Regions from separate parts of the Arachis hypogaea genome. Here region 1 is linked to region 2. The links are chromatin contacts, called in public Hi-C maps. All regions are on one chromosome and are shown on one strand. The core of a region is the stretch at or near the end of the contact, and the rest is flanking DNA. Distances in the headings are between cores, read along the strand shown. Region 1 has its middle 6.3 kb from the start of TRNAY-GUA. Region 2 has its middle 10 kb from the start of LOC112737570.

What was found. Hi-C and Micro-C count contacts between places; a contact is called where the count stands out from the background.
Region 1: a contact with region 2 is called in a Hi-C map of leaf, with 1.6 times the contacts expected there. The contact joins two enhancer-like sites. A contact is called at or near these places in 2 of 8 Hi-C or Micro-C datasets (leaf and an unstated tissue).

What each region holds. Positions count from the first base shown.
Region 1 is chr13:19,277,191-19,283,614 of arahy.Tifrunner.gnm2.J5K5, forward strand. No RefSeq gene overlaps it. Among protein-coding and RNA genes, the nearest start is that of TRNAY-GUA, 6.3 kb to the left of the region's middle. Within about 2 kb of position 4,576, at least 1 of the 3 cell types and tissues checked has open chromatin away from gene starts, as enhancers often do.
Region 2 is chr13:19,237,465-19,244,066 of arahy.Tifrunner.gnm2.J5K5, forward strand. No RefSeq gene overlaps it. Among protein-coding and RNA genes, the nearest start is that of LOC112737570, 10 kb to the right of the region's middle. Within about 2 kb of position 2,772, at least 2 of the 3 cell types and tissues checked have open chromatin away from gene starts, as enhancers often do.

The DNA of each region.
Region 1 (6,424 bases), core at 3,326-5,825, 42 kb after region 2:
AAAAGCTTAGCAAATTAAAAAGAGAAAGAACAAGAAGTTTGGTATCACAAACCAAAAGAAAAAGAAGAAAAGCTAGTAGTGCAACAAGTAGTAGTGTAGTAAGTACTAGTAGTGCAAGAAGTGAAAATAAGAATGCATGCTGTAATTCCTCAAAAGAGAAGAAAGCAATAAATAGCAGCAGTAGTGTAACTAGCATAGCAACAAGAGCAACAAGCACCAGTAGTGTAAGTAGTGGAAATAAGAATTCCTGTAGAGACACAAATGTAAATACAAACTTTGATGCAATTTCTTCTCAATTCAATAAAATTCCTCTTTCAAGCACTCATGCTCATACTGTCAACATTCTCTCTTTAAACTATACTGCTGCAACTTCAAATAATTGTGCATCTGATTCTGGCACCATAACAAATAATGGTTGTGGTATTACAACTCTAAACAACCCTGCATATGATTCTTGTGTTATGATGACCAACTCAAAGGCTACAATAAATACCTCTGTTAACAACCTAACTAGTCCCTTCAATCATAATTCACCAAACACCAGCACCACCTCTCCAACTACCAAAATCACAGCACCAACTGCACACACCAACACCACTAACACCTTAGACTTTTGGCACAATCGGCTTGGCCACCCCTCCACCAAAATCACTAAAACTGTTCTAGCCAAACTTAATATTTACCCACCTCAAACCACTACCTCTACCACTATAACATATGAACCTTACTGCACAAACAAAATACACCAACTCCTATTCCCTCATTCACAAACACAGCATACCAAACCCTTAGAACTCATCTACTCAGATCTTTGGGGGCCTTCTCTAATTTCCAGTAGGTCTGGCTATAGATACTATGCATGCTTCATAGATGCATATAGTCGATACACATGCACTTACATGCTCAAAACAAAGTCCCAAATCTTCTCAGCCTTTTTCCAATTTAAAGTCATGATTGAGAACAAAAATGGCCACAAAATAAAATCCCCGCAAATAGATAATGGTAGAAAATACCTTTCCAAACCCTTCAACCAGTTCTTTACAAACCAAGGAATCTGACATCGCCTCACTTGTCCACACACACACCAACAAAATGGGTGCGTTGAACGCAAACACAGGCACCCAACTGAAACTTACCTCACTCTACTGTCTCAAGCCTCACTACCTCTCTCCTTTTGGGATGAAGCTGTCCTCACTGCAACCTTCTTGATAAATCGCTTACCAACCCAAGTTTTCAACCTCAAAACTTGCCTAGAAACCCTCTTCAACACCATGCCAGATTACCTTCACCTAAAATCCTTTGGCTGCACATGTTACCCTCTGCTAAAATTTTATAACACTCACAAATTTGACCATAAATCCCAAAAGTGCATCTTTATAGGTTATAGCTCAGATAAAAAAAGGCTACAAATGCCTATCTCCATTTGGTAGGGTCTATATGTCTAGAAATGTGATTTTTTGGGAGCATGAGTTCCCTTACCCAACTCTGTTCCACACCTCATCACCAACATCAACCAGGCTAGCCCTTAACCCACCCTCAACCTTTACATTCTATCAACATCCTCACCTTCAACCCCCACCTATCACCTCTCCCTCACCCACATGATTAGACATACATGATACACCTTCCACTAATATCAATGCTATATCTAATTCATTACTGAATGCATCTGTTAAAGTCACTAATATCGACACTTCTACTAACACTGTTGACACTGTAGATTCCTATGATACTGTATCTTCGCAGGTAGCAATTGAACCTGGTAGTCAATCAGCAGAGGCTGTGTCTTCACCACCCATCCTTCAGAACCATCATGCAATGCAAACACGAAGCAAAAATGGCATCTACAAGTCAAAAGTATATAATGCTACCTTAGCCACAACCAACATCGAATGTGCGGACCAGTGCCTCCTGAGGTCTATAGAACAAGCCCTTGCTACCCCACACTAGAGAGAAGCCATGGAAGAAAAATACTCGGTCTTGCTAAAGAACAACACCTGGCGCTTAGTTGATCCTCCAACCCACTCAACTCTTATTGGTTGTAAGTGGGTATTTAAAGTAAAAAAGAATCCAGATGGTAGCATCCAAAAGTACGAGGCAAGGCTTGTAGCAAAGGGTTTTCACTAAAAACAAGGAATCGATTATGATCAAATATTCAGCCCTGTAGTGAGACTTGCAATGGTTCGGACCATGCTTAGCATTGCACTTGCAAAGGAGTGGAAAATTCATCAATTTGACTTCAACAATGCATTCTTAAATGATGATCTCTTTGAAGATGTATTCATGCAACGGCTAGAGGGTTTTGTGTCTCCCAACAACTAACAAGTGTGCAAGCTCTAAAGATTGCTCTATGGACTCAAACAAGCCCCAAGGGCATGGTTCACAAAGTTAAGTGCTGCTATCCACCAGTTCAGTTTCACAAGCACGAAATCTGATGTATTCCTTTTCACCAGATTCACAACAACCTCAGCCACCTACATCCTTGTTTACGTAGATGATATACTGGTCACTGGTATCTCTGAAAGTGAGATCACAACCCTTATGACACAACAACACAACACTTTTTCATTGAAAGATCTTGGTGAAATGCACTACTTCCTTGGGATTGAAGTCAGCTCAAGCTCCACAGGGACGATCACATTGAAACAAATCAAATACATCAAAGAATTGCTAAAGAAAGATGATATGATCAATGCTAAACCCGTGCCAACCCCATGACCTCATCACTAAAGCTCTCTAACTTTGGTGACACCACATTCAACAATCTTACGTTGTATCGATCTATTGTTTGTGGCATTCAATATGCCACAATCACCAAACCAAAAATCTCCTTCTCAGTGAATAAAGTGGCTCAATTTCTTCACTCTCCATTGGAATCACATTGGAAAGCTATCAAACGAATTCTCAGGTACCTTTCAGGCACTATACAGCACGGCTTGAGGTTCAGTAAATTCACCAATTTTAGAATATATGGATTCTGTGACTCTGACTGGACCAGTGATGTTGATGACCGAAAGTTAACAAATGGCTATGCTATTTACTTAGGTTCGAATCTGGTATCTTAGGCTAGCAGAAAACAAACTGCAGCGTCAAAAAGCAACACTGAAGTAGAATTTATAGGAATTTCATATGCTGTCACTGAAATTGTTTGGTTGCAAAATCTCCTAGTTGAACTCAAATTTCCTGCTCTACCAAACCTATAGTCTATTGTGATAATCAGAATGCTGTTCTATTGTCAGCCAACCCAATTCTGCATAATAAGTCCAAATATTTTGCACTAAGTCAATCCTTTGTTAGAGAATTTGTCACCATAAAAGAGATCTTTGTTCAACACATTCCAGCATAGGATCAGCTGGCAGACACATTGTCAAAGCCTCTCTCAGCAACAGCTTTCCTCAAGTTTAGGGACTTGTTAAGAGTATTTGAAGTAGAACCCTGATGTAAAGGCCCTTGGTTTCAGGGGGCATGTAAGTGTATATAAATGAACACTTCCAAAACTGTTAAGTTGTTGATAGCAGCTCAGCAGTTAGTTACACACTCTCAATTAGTTATACTCACTCAACTATCTGTAACTACTTACTCAAGGCACATTTACACTCTATAAGTAGCTGCAATATAACTCACTGAATCACTTTTTTTTCTTCTTTTAATACAATTGTTTCTCAACAGCATTTTCTCTAACTTTCTTCTCTCTCTCGCTCTGAGTGTTCTCTTCTTTCTTCTTTCTTATCCAAGAATCTGATACTTTACAAACACACAACTTGACTGTTGTAACCCCTGTAATAAATCACCATAGTACATGATTACTTGTCATAACAAAATTAACAATAAAGTTATAAATAAAACTTATTTTGGACATTTAAAATAAAATTAAATCATATTAACTATTAAAAATATTTTTAAACAATTTAAAAAATGTTAGAGACAAAAATATATTAAAAAAAATGTGAGAATAGTTAAGAGTCAAAGGTGTTGTTATATTCTTATTATAACAAGTTGTATATGTATCATGTATCGTTATTAAAATTTATTAAATGTATATTATAGTAATAGTAATACATATGAAATTAATCAAAATAATAAATATTTTAATAAATCGGATATTTTGTTATTTTAAAAAGAATTATTTTATCTTATGGTAAATTTTTTTAATCTTAATTCTCTTATAATAATATTTGTTAAAAAATATTAAAAGTTTGAATGAAAATAATAAAATAATTAATTTATCTAATGAGAATAATTCTTAAAATTTTTATAATAATAAAAATTTGTTAATAATTAAAATATTCCATCTAAAATTCATTGGTACTGATTTAAACATTTAGTTATTTATTCAGTGTTTTATAATCTCACACCAAATTTAGTCATGCCTAGAGTAATATTTTAATTTATAATCCATTCTTAATAAATATATAGCAACTACGCCACGTTGGCAAAAATATCTCCAATAAATCAATAATGCATCATAGGAGATGTCCTAATATCTTTCTATTTAAATTCATTTGGTAGGTGATTCAGTAATAACTAATTTTTTAACTGTCTACTAGAATTGTTAACTTAGCTCTAACTAACTGTTTATACTGAGTGCCTAACAGTGATTTGATAAGACATGCATAAAATGAATCATTTCCTGTACATAGCAAATAATTTGGGAGGAACTTTTCATTCACAAAAAATTGATCAAACAAATTAATATCATATTTCAAAGAAAAGAAAAAGTGGAAAGTCAATTTAGAAACAAGTTTAATTTATTCAAATTCTGATCAGACAGAAGATCACAAAAGCTGTGGTTTAAAAGTGATACACATATTAAAAAAAATATTTCAATAATTACTTAATAGAAAAATAGATATTATTTTTTATATACCTATACATAAAGTGAATTTTAATTGTTTGATTCAAATTTTTTTCTTTCTACAATTTTTTTTTATCTTGCTCTCATAATTTCAGTTAAAGTTGATTCCTTCGAATTATAATACTTATAAATTCTTTAACTACTGAGTTATAATATTTTTTGTATTATATAAAAATTAGTCAATAAAAAATGTGAGTTGACGGACATGAAATATACTTTAAATTTAAATATTTAAATATATTGATATTAATTTATTATTATTATTTTTTGTATTACGTTTGCTTCACTTTTGAAATTTTTCAGATTCGAGGTACAAGGGTTTTTTTTTTCGGTCCTGGAACTGGCATCACTATTTGTCAGCTGAATTGAACTGTGGTATTTTTCTTTTTTTTTTTTTTTTATGGCTAAGAACTATCTTTCCTTTTTTGTTTTTGGTCATGGTGGTTGAGAACTATCTAGTAACTCTGGAATTGTGGTGCTATATATGGGCTGATTTTGGTAAGGCATTTGTTGGGTTTGAGAGCAAAGCTAGTTTCTTAACCAAAAAGAAAACTTGAAGACGATCCAAACCCCATGATTTAAAGGCTCCTGTCGTTTTTCACTTTTTCTCTTGTTAAAACAAAATCCAGATTCTTACTCTTAACTAGATGAACAAGTTAATTTTTCAATCAAGTCTTTTTTACCCCAAAAAATAGGACACATTCTTCTACTATTATAAGGAACTTTTATGTAATTTTGTTATAATTTGTGTGTTGCTTTCAAATGATTTGTGTTAGTTTTTCGGTTGTTTCTACATAATTTCTACTTTAATTTCATAAAACTTTATTTCATATGAATTATGTTAAGATTTAAAAATAGATATACATTTTACATATTAAAGAAGAAGAAAAAGAAAAAAATGATGCGCAAAGGAGTAGAAGAAAAAAGAAAGAAAAAAAAAAAGAAAAAAGAAAACCTGCTAAGAAGAAGAGAAGAAGAACAAAGAATGGAGAGGTAAAAAAAAAGAGTAACTTTTTAAAAATTTAACTATAAAATTATTTGTTTACTTAGTATTTATCAAAATCTCCTTAATCTTGTTGTCTATTAAAACAAAAATCTCGAATCTTTATATGCAACTTAAATTCCATATGTTATTTAAGTTAAATAGATATACAAAAATTCTCCATAAACAACAAATAACTATATCTATATCTATATATATATAACCATCGAATTTTAAGAATCTATGGATACCCAAAAGTAAGTTGTTGGTGAGGTAATATATTAACTTCCTTATTTGGATGAGGTACACTCTACTGACACTAGGTAGTAGGGGTGTTTACGGTGCGGTTTAATTTGGTTTTAAGGGAAAAAGTCATTCGATCCAAACGTTTAATTTATGTGCGGTGCGGTTTGGATTGGATGAACTTTTTTTGAAAATCCGATTCGATTCAATCGGATCCGATCCGATTACAAGCGGTTTGGATCAGTTTGGATTTACGGTTTTTTAAATAAAAAAATTAAATACATATAACAAGTTTTAACATCAAATTTTAAATAATCAACAATGACATAACAAATCTTAACATA
Region 2 (6,602 bases), core at 1,522-4,021:
CGAACATTTTAACAAAAGACATTTAAAACGTTACAACCCTTCTAAATTAAAGAATAGATAAATTTATATGCTTATTACAATAGCTAACACTCTAGACTAAGATAACAAAATGAATTAAAAAATAGCATTTTGGAAGAGCTTGAAGATGATACACATTACAAGAAAGTATCCGAATACCGTTAGATTTATCAGTGAATTTACTAAAAAATTCGTCGGTAACCTATTTACCATAGAATTTAGTGGTGGAATAAATCCGATAGTATAAAAGTGAGAACTCCATACCTCATTGAATTGTTGTGACACCTTATGATCCATCCAAGATTCAAAGCACTCACTTATATGTCCAAGCCATACCCACTTATATCTCATTGAATTGTTTTTTTTTAATAAAAATATTTTTTTTAAAGGCGTATCTAAATAAGTTTTAAATTAAATAAAAGTACTTTATTTTTTAAGAAAAGTACTTTTTTCACTTAAAAAACCAATCCAAACTAGCACTATATAACTTTATATACTTAGTCATAGTTTGTCTCCTTTTTTTTCGATAGGAATCCATAGATTAATGATTTGGAAAAATAACTATTAGTACCCATGAACTTTACGAACGCTAACAAAAATACCTATTAAACAAGAAAACTAAAGTTGTATCCATGAAAGATAGGTTTTGTACGACAAAACTACCCAAACCCTAATTTTTTGTTGATTTTTTAACAAAATTTTCAAATTAACCCATCATTTATTTTCAACCTCAACTCCACGTTCTCTCTTCTTTCCCAAATTTCAGCACCAACGCCCATTTCTTTGGAAATAAAAAAATTTCAATGTAAAAGTACCCAAAACACTTAGAATCTGAAAGGTCCTTCCCACCATCTACACCACCACCACCAACAACAACAACAAAAAAGGTTAAATTGCCAATCAATTTACTTAATCAAGTCATACCCAGAATTTATATTGCCAAAAAAATTGAACAAACCCCAAACCCCAAAATCTTAATAAGAGAAACGGACTTAGTACAGAAGGTGGTAACAAATGCGAGGTAGCCACGACAAAATGAAAGATTGATGCGACGACGACGATGAGGCTGCGAGAGGCAGCGCCGATGAGTGACGAAGAGGCTGATGGAGGCTGCAACGATGCTGCTGATGGCGGTCACGATTCTGCTGGAGGCGATAATGACGAGGAAGATCAATTAGGAGGTCACAATGATGACGAACGAGCATGGAGCAAGAGACGACGATGCTGTTGAACGAGTGTTGTGCAAGGCACGACAACGATGAGGCGATGACAGTGAGAGGGCAGTAACCGACAGTGAGAATGGTTGTTGTAGATTCAACCATGTTAAGCTTCTAATTCTGGAAGAGTATGTTTTTTTGGTAAATTTTGAGAAGAATAAGAAGATTTGGGAGAAAAAACAAAGGTGATAATATTGTATTTGATGGATGGAATTTTTTGAAGCACTGTTGTTGTTGAAATTTAGGAAAGAGAAAAGGATATGGTTAATTTAGGTATTTTGTTAGAGTCAACAAAAAATTAGACTTTTGGTACTTTTGTCATACGGAATCCATCTTTTATGGGTACAACGTTAATTTTTTTGTTTGATGAGTACTTTTGTCAACATTGATAAAATTCGTGGGTACTAATGGTTGTTTTTCTTTCATGATTTAACTAATTGGTATGTTATATTGCTAGTTATATACTATGCATCTAACCTCAGAGGTGCCGCTAAGGTGAACGTTCAGCTTCAACTCTGACTTTCTATTTGAAGTGCTAACTTCTCTTTTTTCGTTATATAAGTTCGTTATATAAGTTCATTTTTGATTTGGATCCTACACTAAAATATATTTATGTGTCTATATATTTGTGTTTTTTTAATATTTTTAAATTTTCAGAATTTGAGAAGTTAAAACATATAAAGATTTTATTAATGTCTTATTCAATACAATTGAGAAGTTGATAGCGAAACTGTTGGTGTAATTAAGAATGTAATAAAAAGTTAGAGCATACAGTAACTTTAAATTAGGGTTGCACACAAATTGAATTGGATTAAATGTGATCAAAATTTCGATCCGAATTCGTACTAAATACATCACATCAGATTGAATACAATATCAGTATTTTTTATGTTTGGATCCAAGCGGATTGAATATCGAATATATCCACAAAATAAAAAATTTTACAGAGCGTATTGGATTGGATTAGCAAAATAGAAAATTTTCTAAAAAACTTATTTCTAATAAATTTAGAGGATAAAAAAAAACTATACAAAATATAAATATAGGATTAGAAAATATTCCATCACTTAAAATTAAGTAGATATCTTATTAAAAATTATTTTAACAAATGATTTTTATAAAAAAAGCATACTAATAAATAATAATAATAATAATAATAATAATAATAATAATAATAATTATTATTATTGTTATTATTATTATTAGCTAATTTTTTAGGGAGTGGAGTGTGTGAGATACGCATAAAAAAAATTTAAGTTTCCAAAAGAAAAATACTAAACGTAACTCTAAATATATATATATATATATATATATATATATATATATATATATATATATATATATATATATATATATATATATATATTATGTATTGTAGATTTGCACATCAAATCTGCGGATACAGATATCTCCGCAACTTACATATCAAATGAATATAAATATGATCTGTGAATATTATTGGATTCATATTCACCTATACACACACATTCTCTCTTCTTTCCATGGGTTTCATATATTATTTTTTTGGGCGGGTCTGGATTGAATAATCCGACCCAAACAAACCTAAACCGGATAAAATCTTAGATTCTCATGTTCACCTATACACACACATTTTTTCTTCTTTCCATGAGTTTCATATATCAATTTTTTGACGGGTTTGGGTCGAAAAATCCAACCCAAACAAATCTAAATATAAAATCATAAATTCTCATATTCACCTGTATACACGTATTTTCTCTTATTTCCATGAATTACATATATCATTTTTTTGTGGGTCTGTCTCGAATAATCCGACCCAAACAAACCTAAACCGGATAAAATCCTAAATTCCAATTACAACTACTCTAACTATCCCAAAACAATTTAATCATAGCTAGAATGTGAAATTAGTTTTTTTTTTTTTTTTGTCATACAACTCACTCATTCACACATCCCACACACATACAAACCTAGCAACTACACTAGAATTTAAATAAATATCAGATTGGAACGCACTCTTGTGAGTATTTTTTTTTTTTTTTTGGTTTCCCTCTTGTGAGTATTTTATTAATATCCAAAATAAAATAGGCCAGGCCCAAATATGACAGTTCTCATGAACATTGAGGTGCAAGCCCAAAATAGTCACAGGCTATTGCTCAGAAGTTTTCACAATTATCTATTTGTTGCTGATTACAAAACCATACCACTTCTGACCAAAACATAAAACCAATATGAATACAAAAAACAATATCAGCGTGTTATTAGTACTTTACAGTCTTTTTCAAATTATTCAAACCAAAAAATTACGGCTGTACACCCAAAAAAAAAAAATTACGACTCCTAAATCAGAGCAAAGTATACAGTTATTGTTACTGGTCCAAAAAAAAAAAAACGTATACAGTTATTGTTCTGTCATAGGGGTAATTTTGGCATTGTGCGAGCTTTTTTAATTAATATCCACATTTTGTTTCTTATAATGATAGTTTTAAGATTTAATTTATTATAATAAAATTTATTAACAATTTATTTTTTCTACAAATATTACATTTTTATTAAAAGCTACATAGGGGCAATCTGTTTAATGAAAATATTTTTCAGAAACTTTTAAAATACTATACAATTTAATTGAAACCAAAATATTCTATATGAAATTCATAGAAAGTAGGGATCACTTTTGGTATTTACTCTTTCAAATGGAATGAAAATATATACTACAAGAAAATGAACATTAATTACAGTTAATAGTTGTACAAATTAATTATCATATTAGTAGTACAATTTTTACAGTCATTAATTAATTATAAAAAATGTTTAATATATTTTATGTAAATTGGTAACTAATTTTCAAAAAAAAAAAAACGATATTCTTAACATTCAAATCATTGTAATAGAAAAAAATTACTGACATTTAGAAATTATTGTTTTGATAGTAAAAACATTTGTCAATAAACTAAAAGTATTACCAAATCATTTTTTTATAGTGTTGTAAAAAAATCTTTGAAAATGTTATTTTACAGTCATTTCACAAATAAAAATAACCTAACAAACTAATTAATTAATTTTACTGATAGTTAAAGGTCTAATTTTTCTTCCAGTGGTAGAAAATGAAATTGTCTAATGCGAAAACTTCATTCAGACCAATTTTTTTGGCGGGGAGAAAAAAAAGGGGGGGGGGGGGGGGGGATGTGGTTTTATTTTGTTCTGTGTCTTACTTTTAATCAGCGTTAGTTTAACTATTCTATTTTATAGGGTGTTAAGTTGAACTTGGAAGAAGTGTATGTGTATGTGTGATCTATATTCTTGTTAAAAATGGGGTAAAACCTTAATTCTTCATCAAGTAAATGACATAATAAGCCTTTCTTGTTGAAGTTACACATAAATCTGATATATATATGTTGGGGAAGATAATTTAGACATTTTAAGATAAAAGGGCCAAATGAAGATTTTATATTTAGAGGATTCTTTCACTAAAGTATGTGCAAAGAAATTTAAAGAGAACTTTAAAAATTTGGCAGTTTTCACATTAATCATTGACTAAAAAAAAAAAACGAAAATGTTTGGTAACCAAAGAAAATCAGCCAGAAACAGTCATAACTTGTCTTATTTAGCATTCATTAATTATTGCGATAATTAATTAATGCTAAATAAAACAAGTTCTGCCTTTTTTTTTTTTTTTGTCTATCTAGCATTACCCATATTTCAATTTGATGTAGTGTTAAGATTGGTTAAAGATTTAATTTGATTTTGATTTGTTTAGTAGTACTTTTAGGTATTTTAAATTTAAATCAAATCTGATCTAATCTAATAAAATTAAATTTGATTTAAATTAGTTATCATATTTTTAAATTTTTAATTTAAATCAAATTTAATTTAAATTAATGATGCTAATTTTAGAGACATATCTAAAAGGTGGATACTCTAATGAAGATTTCATAATTATTTTTATATAAAGATATTTTATTTTGACTATTAGATAATAGATTTTAGGCCTTAATTTTTATATGTTATAAAAGTGTTATTTTTGTTTAAAGTGTAACAAAACAAACAAGTCATACTTTTTAAACCAAAATCATCGTGAAAAGATGTTTTTAATATTTTCATTTAAATAGTTGTTTAACTAAAAAGATTTGGCTATTTTTAGGGTAATATGTTAAGAATTTATTTAAATATTTTTTGTGAGAATAAAAATTTTAAATTGCTTTATGCACGTTTTTTTTATGTATAATTATTAAGTAAGATGATGATTTGTTTTGCTTGTTGTACAAATAAATTTAAAAGAGCCAACTTAAAGTAATTTTTTAGTAGTAGTTCTTTTAATTTTCAGCCTTTTAATATAAGTTGTTAATAATAAATTCTTTGAAAGTCTAATAAAAAAAACTTTTGAGTGACTTAAATTGCTAGAAACAAATTTGTTCGTTTAATTTAGTATAAAAAAAAAATCTGTATCTATTATTTTGTGTTTTCGCGATTCTTGTTATCCTTTTCTTCCCCCCTTTCAATTCGTCTGACATTTTCTTATTAAAATCCCTACCATTATCTCTCTGAATATTACTTTATTTATAATCATATAGCTAGAGTTATAATAATCTCTCTTTTGGGTCAACAATCAAAGAGTTAGTAGTCCATGTACGAAATTACATAAACCTCGAAAGAGGGATCGGAGAAGAGTAACGTCTAAGGGAAACAATAAGATACAACTACGTACTTTATTTCCTGGCACGGTTTAATATCTTGGTTGCTACAAAGTCTTATATTATGGGGTATGCTACTTATTAGATTCTCATCATATCAATTCTCATGACACAGGCAATATGCTTATTGACTACCATATAATAAAGAAAACAACAGGCATCATGCACACACACATATATATATAATAAATAATTAATGAAGTGGGTTCTATTTAATTACTAACTACATCTGAATAATTTACCAAACTTGTCTTTCTGATTAATCAATGCATGCTGCATGTCTTCTTCGTTACGGCACATGCATAATAATATGTATATGACTTTGAGGACGTTGACACATTATTTCACAGGGAACATACCTGATTGTTACGCTAGCTGCTTAGTGAGTTACTCTATATATATATATAATACGGGTACTACAGGGTGCAAATTAACTAATAAAAACATGATAGAATTTGCATCTTCTTCAGTGTAACTTCGAAGTTGATTGGAATGGGTAGATAACTAGATATGATATGATTGATATCCATTGAGTTCAAAACCGGAGGCAGAAAAGTAATGGTATTTAAGTATTTATTACGAGGATTGTGGATATTATATTTCATATGTAAGTTTATTTTAACTATAATTTAAACTATATGAGAAGAGAAAAATTTCTTGTTCCATGGTATATATAAGAATATGTCTTATATTTTGA